2 separate regions of the Sus scrofa genome follow, and region 1 is linked to region 2. The links are chromatin contacts, called in public HiChIP or PLAC-seq maps. All regions are on one chromosome and are shown on one strand. Each heading gives the region's core, a stretch centred on a gene start, on an enhancer-like site or on the middle of the called end of the contact. The rest is flanking DNA. Distances are from core to core; before and after follow the strand shown. Region 1 overlaps ZBTB20 (zinc finger and BTB domain-containing protein 20). Region 2 overlaps ZBTB20 (zinc finger and BTB domain-containing protein 20).

Evidence for each region. HiChIP or PLAC-seq counts read pairs in DNA pulled down with a chosen protein or histone mark.
Region 1: a contact with region 2 is called in an H3K27ac HiChIP or PLAC-seq map of skeletal muscle. The contact joins two enhancer-like sites. A contact is called at or near these places in 5 of 47 Hi-C or Micro-C datasets (fetal skeletal muscle, heart right ventricle, psoas muscle and 2 more) and 1 of 2 datasets of contacts at active chromatin or transcription factors (skeletal muscle).

Annotation. Positions count from the first base shown.
Region 1 is chr13:145,615,064-145,619,569 of Sscrofa11.1, reverse strand. The region is part of intron 8 of ZBTB20 (zinc finger and BTB domain-containing protein 20); the gene reads right to left. Among named protein-coding and RNA genes, the nearest start is that of DRD3, 150 kb to the left of the region's middle. Within about 2 kb of position 1,894, at least 17 of the 83 cell types and tissues checked have an H3K27ac peak or open chromatin away from gene starts, as enhancers often do. A contact at or near this core is called in skeletal muscle, where this site is marked.
Region 2 is chr13:145,547,176-145,551,460 of Sscrofa11.1, reverse strand. The region is part of intron 5 of ZBTB20 (zinc finger and BTB domain-containing protein 20); the gene reads right to left. Among named protein-coding and RNA genes, the nearest start is that of DRD3, 220 kb to the left of the region's middle. Within about 2 kb of position 2,075, at least 10 of the 83 cell types and tissues checked have an H3K27ac peak or open chromatin away from gene starts, as enhancers often do. A contact at or near this core is called in skeletal muscle, where this site is marked.

The sequences.
Region 1 (4,506 bases), core at 645-3,144, 68 kb before region 2:
AGTAGGTCAGGGCAGTCAGATGGACCTGGCTCAACGGCATCTTCGTCAGGTAGATAAGTAATGTCAATAATGGAGACCATTATAGACTAAGGGTCTGACTGACCCTTCCCTAGATTTCATGAATCTTGTATAAGTCTAGAGGGGAGAGGAGAGCTGTAAAAGTTGACTGAATTTCTTGCTGACTTAGGGGTCTTGGGTTTGATTTTCTATAGAAAAATAGGGAAATGTTTCTCGCAGCTGAATGTCATGGAATAGGTCTGAACTTCCTATTGTTAGTCCTTAACAGTATGTTCTTGATTATTGCGTCTTTTCATTTTTCTTCATTGTGCCTGCCTTACCTCTATGAGAAGACTCTAAACTTCCTGAAGGCTATGACCATGACCACAAATTATCAGATCCCTCACACTGACCAACATACTTCTTTCCACTGAGTAGGTCTTGTCTGAGGGTTTGTTTGCTCAGCTCTCCCCCTCACATCACAAAGGTGCTCACAATGTGTGGGGGCCTTACTGCTCCCAGGAGTATGCCTTTTCTCTGGGCTATGTCTGTAGGCTGAGCCCCAGGGGTGTTCCGTCCTTTCAGTTCTGGGTAATGTTCTTCTTCCTGTCCTTTATTACCATACTCCCAGTCATCTGGGACTTTCAATGTTCAGTATGAATTCAGGGTCTAAGGTAATTGGTTTTTCATGTGTTCACTGTATTTCCCACAATCTGTGCTCCTTCATTAATGATTTTGGACACATACCATACTGTCCTCATCTCTCTGCTTCCACTTCCCCCAAGAGACAGCTCATTAAGTCCTCCTATCATTGAAGATTCATTGGAACTTAAAGATGAGCCACACCTTGTAACTCAAAGTGAGAAGAGATGACTAATCTGTGATGTGATATAAAAATGATCGAGTCGGTGTTCCCGTCATGGCTCAGCGGAAACGAATCTGACTAGGAAATATGAGGTTGCGGGTTCCATCCCTGGCCTCACTCAGTGGGTTAAGGATCCGGCATTGCTGTGCGCTGCGGCACAGGTTGCAGATGCAGCTCAGATCTGGCGTTGCTGGGGCTCTGGTGTAGGCCAGCAGCTGTAGCTCTGATTCGACCCCTAGCCTGGGAACCTCCATATGCAGCAGGTGTGGCCCTAAAAAGCAAAAAAAAAAAAAAAAAAAAAAAGATCAGGCCAAAGACATGGAAATAACTTAAATGTCCCTCAGCAGAGGAATGGATAAAGATGTGGTGTATATGTAAATGTGTATGTACACACACACACACACACACACAATACTACTCACTCAACATGAATGGACCTACAGATAATCATACTAAGCAGTGAGTCAGAAAGAAAAAGGCAAATATCATATGACATCACTTATACGTGGACTCTAAAATACAACACAAATGAACATATCTGCAAAACAGAACAGACTCACAGACATAGAGAACAGACCTAATGGCTGCAGGTGTCGGGGAGGATTGGGAGTTTGGGATGAGCAGATGCAAATTGGTGTATATAGGATAGATAAACAATAAGGTCCAACTGTAGAGCACAGAGAACTATATTCAATATCGTGTGAGAAACCAAAATGTGAAAGAATATGAGAAATAATACAGATATATCTGAATCACTCTGCTGTACAGCAGAAATTAACACATTATAAGGCAACTACAATAAAATGAAAAATAAATAAATAAAAGTTGACAGTAAATTAGGAAAAAAAAAGATCAGGCCAAATTCCTACCACTCTTGCCTAACTTAGGGAAGCTAAACTGCTTGGTAACAGATGTTACAGAGATATCTATCAATCAGCTTTGATAAGGGGTATTTATATTTGCATAAACAGTGTCAGGGATTGTTTAGAATCTTTTCACTTGGTGGCCACTGGGTGTCCTCATTTACAAAGTAAATATGCAATATTTAGTGCAGGTCACCAGAGAGAATAAAAGGCTCTAGTTTTCTCTTTGGCCTTTCACATACTGGGTATAAATTTATTGCTGAACTCACAACCAGGTCACATATTAGTCATGTTTAAAAACCTTCAGGTCAAACTGTTAAGGTTTATAACCAAAAGTAACTTCGGCAGGTTCCAGACATGAATTTACAAGGCTGTTTCCTTAGTAGAGGGGACTGTGAGCCAGTTATTAGAATGAACCCTTATTCATTTGAAAATTGGCATGGGATTTTGACTATTTGCCGAGAGAGCCAGGAGAGAGAAGCAGAGAAGGTCTTAATTTATTCTTGAAAGAAAAGAGAACATCAACTATCTCCATGGGATATTTGTTAAATTCTGTTTTTATCTCAACTTTTCTGAAAACCAATTAAAAATAATAATGAGAAAGATAAAATATGTCCTTTGCTTGGGGAACCTGAAATAATGTGAAAAATAATACAATGAGCTGTGTCATATAATGGTTATCAATCATTTCATATTTCAAGACAAAGAATTGTTATTCCTTTGTGGACCAGTTATTCCACGTGCAAAAGAAAGATGTCTGTGCTTCACAAGGATGTTACAGGACAAACAGAATGTGAAGGCACGAAGCATTCCGAAGAAGAGAAACTGTATGCAAGATAGATTTAAGGCATTACTAATATTCTAATTATGGTTGAGTCACAGTTGTATGACTTGTTCCTGATGGCAGACAGAAGTCAAGGCCAGAGCTCCCAGAGCCAACAAATATTTACTGTTTCAGCCACACCAAGGCACTGTGTGTGACATACTGCTTGGCAATCACTTCGTTCTCCCTAAAGTGACTTTTTGCATGCTTAGGTTTGTCAGTGCTTCTAAATTTAGATTATATACATCTTGGATGAGATTATTTCCTTGCAGGGCCAAAAGGATTTCCTTCTCCCCACCTTGCAAATTCTCAAACTTGAAATACAGAACTGCTGAAGATATTAACAATACCTGCTTTAACTAGCTTTAACTTGCTTTTTAAAAGCAAAGTTAACTGTACTTTTTTTTCACTAGTGTATATCCCCGGATGAATAATTATTTCACATCATTTCAGTATATAAACTAGCAGTATGATTCGGTGCCATAGCTAACAATTTATACAGATATCAGGGAAACTAGGAAGGTCCGAGGGCCCTTCGTTGCCTTTCCGAGATGTTCTCTGGCTGACTTGGCTTTGCTTGACAGCCTTTTCTGTTTCTAAAGGACCACCCACCCATGCCTCTAGTACAGCCATTTCTAACTCTTAATCAACAGTTTAAATCCCCAATAATGCATAATAGCTGGGTCACTTTCACCCTGAGTGTCTTCTAAAGAATCACCATGTATTCAGAGTGTATAGAAGTGTCTCCTTTCTTCTACAGATTCTTAAATTCCTGGGATTTACAGCATTTGCCAGCTCTTTAATGAGCAGATTAATTTCTGAACTAATGTAACCCTAAGACACATATCTGCAGAGCCCTCCTGATTGTGTTTTACCCTAAAGCCTTTCTCTTTTCAGTTTCCTCAGTTTGCTCCTTTAATTTCACTTTTAGAACTTCTTGAGGCTCGGTGGCTGAGCCACACAGCACAGGTCTTATCTGATGTGCCGGCGCCTGGTGTGGTCTAAGACACACTGGTGTTTTGTTCTTGAAGTACAAGACTGATGTTCTGAAACCTAGATTCCAACACAAAGGAGATCATTAGCTTGTTTTGAGTGTCTCTTTTCTTCTCTACCGTCCTTCCCCTACCCTCTCTAATACTTCCTTAGTCCTGTGCACTGGCAGCAGATGGCAACCATATTCCGAAGCTGAGTTATGTACGAAATCGTGCCACGGAGAACAGAGTGGCTTCAAAGTTAGCTTTCTATTCAAGTGGGATGGCAGAGACTTCTGGAGGGGTGAACTCATCCTTCGTTCATTTAATCCACTATGCATTCAGCCAGGAATTTGTTATTCGACACATCTTTCTACTGTCCAGCTAGTTGAGGGAGGGTGGGTGTGAAGAACTCTCTTGAGGGCCCTTCCAGCAGGAGGGCACCAGGATTCTATGCCAACCTCTTGTTTCCCTAGGCTGTGCCTTCTGCAGATCACATCCCACCATTCCCTTGAGGGGAGCTTGGGAGCACTGGGTGTGGGAGGATTTCTCAAGAACTGTCTCCTTGCTAGACTGGCAGTCACATGCTGTATTCCCTAGGCAAAGCTTAGACCAGGGAAAAGGGTGAGACAAGGAGGAGGGTGTAGGGTTGCAGCAAACTGTGCAGGATAGTACAGTGATGGGAAGTCGGAGTGGGGAAAACCTTTCCTTTTTTGTTGTTTCAAGGTTTGCTGGAGCTTTCATCTAATCATCTGTTTGAGCATCTTGAAAATAAGTGTCTATTTTCATGATATCTATCAAAAACAGGCACCAGATTATCCTACAAAGTCGACCTTAACCCTGCCATATTGCTACTAGAATCAAAACATGTAGCAGCCTACATCCAACAGAAAAGTGATTCTGTTTTCCTAGCATAAAAATCAGAGGGTATCTGAGATGCACTCTGTTTTGTAGGTCTGCTGAATGAAAACAATTAGGTAAAAAATC
Region 2 (4,285 bases), core at 826-3,325:
AATGGTCACAGAGTCAATTATGCAGTTGGCAATTTTATCAGTAATGAATCCACAGATGGATTCAGAGCTATCAGTGATCCCATGGAACTGGGCTCCTTAAGAGCTCTTATTTAAGAAAAAAAAAAAAAATATATATATATGTAAATACAGAGAGAGAGAGAGAGAGAGAGAGAGAGAGAGATATCTATAGATATGGACCTAGCTATATATATAAAATACATTGCTAGACAGTAAAAATAGCATCCTACATCACAGTCATGGTCAGGTGGTCAAGAAGCCACTGGTTAAATTTTTAACTTGACAAACATATATTGAGCTCCAACAATGTGCAAATCTTATGAAAATAAAAGACTTTTAATTAGACACAGTTTGTGCTGTTTCAAAGAGTTTTACATCTGCCACGCAATCATGTAAAATAATCGAGTAGTCAAACTTGTTCCCATTGGATGAATATAAAATATAATCATTAATTTTGAATTAAGAGAGAAGGCACTATATCGTAGTCAGAGACTGGAAATCATGTGGAATGTTTCTAGTACACGAAATCTAAAGCCATTGATTTTACTTGTTCTATGCATTTGGACATGCTTTCCCCTCAGACTCTACCCCCAATTCAGTGCCCTGAGTAGCTCAGAAACAGGGCTCTCTCAGCCTTGCTGCTCCGCTTAGGCCCAGTCTCTGAGAGAGTATTTAGGTCAAGGATGAGGGTGGAGCTGGGGATAAAGCAAAGAACCTGGCTGAGCCATGTGTCTATTAGCTCCAACACACTACCTAATCTCCAAGTCATTTCGCTTACAGTTATATTTCAGTATATGCCACAGCAGAATGATTTCCTTTGAGATGAACAAAAATTGAGTGGCTAAAACTTAATGAATACAACTGGTTCAAAAAATTTGGATATGGAGGAAAATCACTAATAGTAAACTTAAGACCAGAGAAGTGATCGTATCATCCAGGCATTTCTCCTAAAAAGAAGGGAGGAGAGAAATAATTTAAGTGCCTACCATGTTTCAGACACTATGTTGGGGGATTTACCTATATTATCTTATTTAATCCTAATAAAAACCTTCCAGAGTAGAGATTATCACCCTCTTTTCTTCAAGTGAAGAAACTGAGGCACACCAAGATTGTGGTTTAACCAGACTCACAAAGTAGAAAGTACTTTATGACAAGCATACGCGGATCCAATTTTGTCTAGCTACAAAGCCCATGTTCTTTGCCAAAGTTTGCTAAGAGGGAAACCCAGAGGTGAAACAACTATGAATACCATCGGCAATATTTTTAGTGAGTGTCTGCTATATGGTGCTAAATTGTGTGCAGAAGTTTATACAAATATAAACACACATTTTCTGCCACCTTGACATTTAAATATGCTAACATGAATAAACTGACACTGGAGTCACCAAAAAGAATACCAAACGTAGAAAATTCAAATGATTCATGTACAAAGGGCATTTTTTTTTCCAGCTATAGAAGACAGTCTACCTGACATTGCAAAGCTTTTGTGCAACTAATGCTTAAAAACACAAACAAAATCCCCAAACTCTTTCAATAACAGAAAAACATGCACAATTCTCACACACAAAACAAAAATCTAGCACAGTCAATTCTCCAATAATTGCCAATAGATAGGGATTTTTCCTCAAAAATCTTTAAAGGTGAGCATCTAGTTTGTGAATAAAGGCTTCATTTTTAATCCAGGGTTGACATTATCACTGCCTCTGCTTACCTTGTCTTCATAAAGTGTGAAAAGGGAAAGAAGTTTGAGTTTTTCTTCCACATATGAAGGCTTAGCTGTGGGGAAAGGTTGTTTAAATAAAAACACCGAGTTTCTTTCCTAGTGGTGGGCTCAGGCATCAGGAGATCCCTCCTCCCTGCGTTCCACCATCCACACACACACAGACTCCACTTCAAGCTTCCGCCTAGTTGCATGAGGGGTAGGAAAAGGAAGGGAAGAAAAGAAAAGCGGGAAAGGGTGTAGGAGAGGAAGAAAGAGGGAGGGATAGGAAGAGTGTCTAAGGAAGTAGTGTCGTTCTCCAGAGTGCTCCAGAAAGTGAAAGTATGCAAAGAGCCAGCTAAGAAGCACGCAGCTCCCAGCTCTCCAGGGATGGCTCTCTCAGAGCCTGGGCTCCAGAACTCAAGCGTTCTGTGGCCAGGATGGTGTTGAAAGAAGGAAGACGCTGGACAAGGGTTGGCGAATGATGCTAGAGGGCTTTCTAGCCCCTTCTACACCACACGTAAACACAGTTTTATTCTCAAACTACTATAACTTTCCAGGATATAGCCAAATGCAAGGAAAAGGTGCGTTCTAAGACGAAACGTGATGTGAGAATTTTTTAATGTTTTATTATGATACTACAATTATTTATTTATAATTGTTATCTCTCTAAAACACTGCAGCCTTTCATTGCCACTTAATAATCATGAGCTGACAACATGTCATTTAATTGTTTTGCTAAAGAAGTAAAAAAGAGGGATTGAGGTGGACAGGAATTATATTGCAATAATAAGGACACATGACCAATAGCCTCAAATCAAAAACTAAAGTGTTGACAGCGAGGTTCTGACATCGTGCGGATTTGTCTAATTTTTCCACCATCAGGAGCAAAGGTGAAATTTAAGTTGTAATAGGCCCTCAAAAGATAGTATTGATGGTTATGCGGTTAGCCTTTTTTTCAATAAAATTCATGGTTGGGATTTCAAACATTCCCCCGTGTTAGAAACAGCATTCACATTAGCTTTTTTGGGGGTGGGGGGGTCCTACGGGGGAGGAAAGGAGGAGAGAAGGAAGCATTAGCACCAAAAATCTCCAGTCTTCTTCTTCCACCTTGACGGGGGTTAGCTGAAGGCCATGGAGAATAAGGATGTGCCGTCATCTCTTTCTTATACAGACGGCAGAAGGGGGGAAACCACACACTTGTATTTTGCTAATGTAAAAGTCCCAGTGGAAACATTAGCACTCAAAGACATTAATGTGGATTTGGGACACTCCCTGAAGGATTTTGATTCCATTAGAAAAAAAAAAAAAAAGACAGTGACAGATATAATCCTGCTTTGATATGTTTAATGCCATTTAAAGAGAAACTGCACCCATTTACCTCAGGCCGGGACACCAAGAGTTCAAAAAGTGAAATATCATTTCTCAGTGCAAAGAAGAAGCTTGGAAAATATTATGTGAAAATTAATTTGGCATGCTTCTTTGAAATTTTAGATTTCTGGGATGAGCAAATGGGTACAGTTTTCTTTTAACTGTTTTTGAACACCATGTGTTGAGAAGAAAACAACAGAATGGCAATTGCTCATCCAAAATGCTAACTTGTGGCATGGCACAGTCAAGATGGCCTGCCACAGCCAAAAAGCAGGTGTATGCTATGCCTCTCACTTCAGTAGCATGCACGCCACATGTCCCTGCATTCGGCAACCTCTTGCATTTGCTTTTGGAACCTTTTTGAGGGGGACAGTAAACATGACTCAACAGAACGTCAAGCCTGGGAGAGACTGGCTCCCCCCAGCTTTCTATGAGACAGACTCTCTGAGGCAAAACTGGAATAATGTATCTATTTTGGAATTCTGTGACCCAGCCTCAAAGTGACTGGCTTTAGATCATCTCATGTGGCTGAAATTTAGGATCTAATCAGATTGGAGAGTAACGGTGAAGCTTTTGTGTGGCTGGAGAGGGCCTAGGCAATCAGCTGTTTCATTTGGGCTGAGGACACAGTTAACGCAGCTAGTACAGATCATATGCACCTAATGGGAAAGCTCAGAGTAATAAACTTCTCACTCCTCAGGTCCACAAATAAGCACAACACAAAGGATTGTTCAAAGTTATTTAGTGTGCTGGGATGCCAAAGCTTGCTCAGTCTAAGGTTATGAATCTGATCTTAAATTTGTTCCAGGAATTAAAATGCTTTAATATAGATGAGGTCTTATTCAACTATGTAACAGTCCTATGAGGAAGAAGAGGAGACAGAAAAAAAAAAAAAAAAGACTGTCCTTTTCCTCCTAAGAATGAAAATTCATGACCACTTTTAAGCCTAAGCCAGGTTATCATGTGGGAAAAAAATCTCAAAGTATCTGTGTTGTAGGTGTTGGCAAGGTCTGAAAATAAAGCTGTAGATGGGGCTCAAAATGACTATTTCAACATAAAGAAAGGGGTTATTACTGCTTTATTCTTCGACTAATTTATAAATCAATAACCATTTATTAAAAACCTACTATGTGAAAATACTATTTGCCAAGAGTAAGGAAGTATGAAACCTATAAATACTAAATTGGAAACAAACTC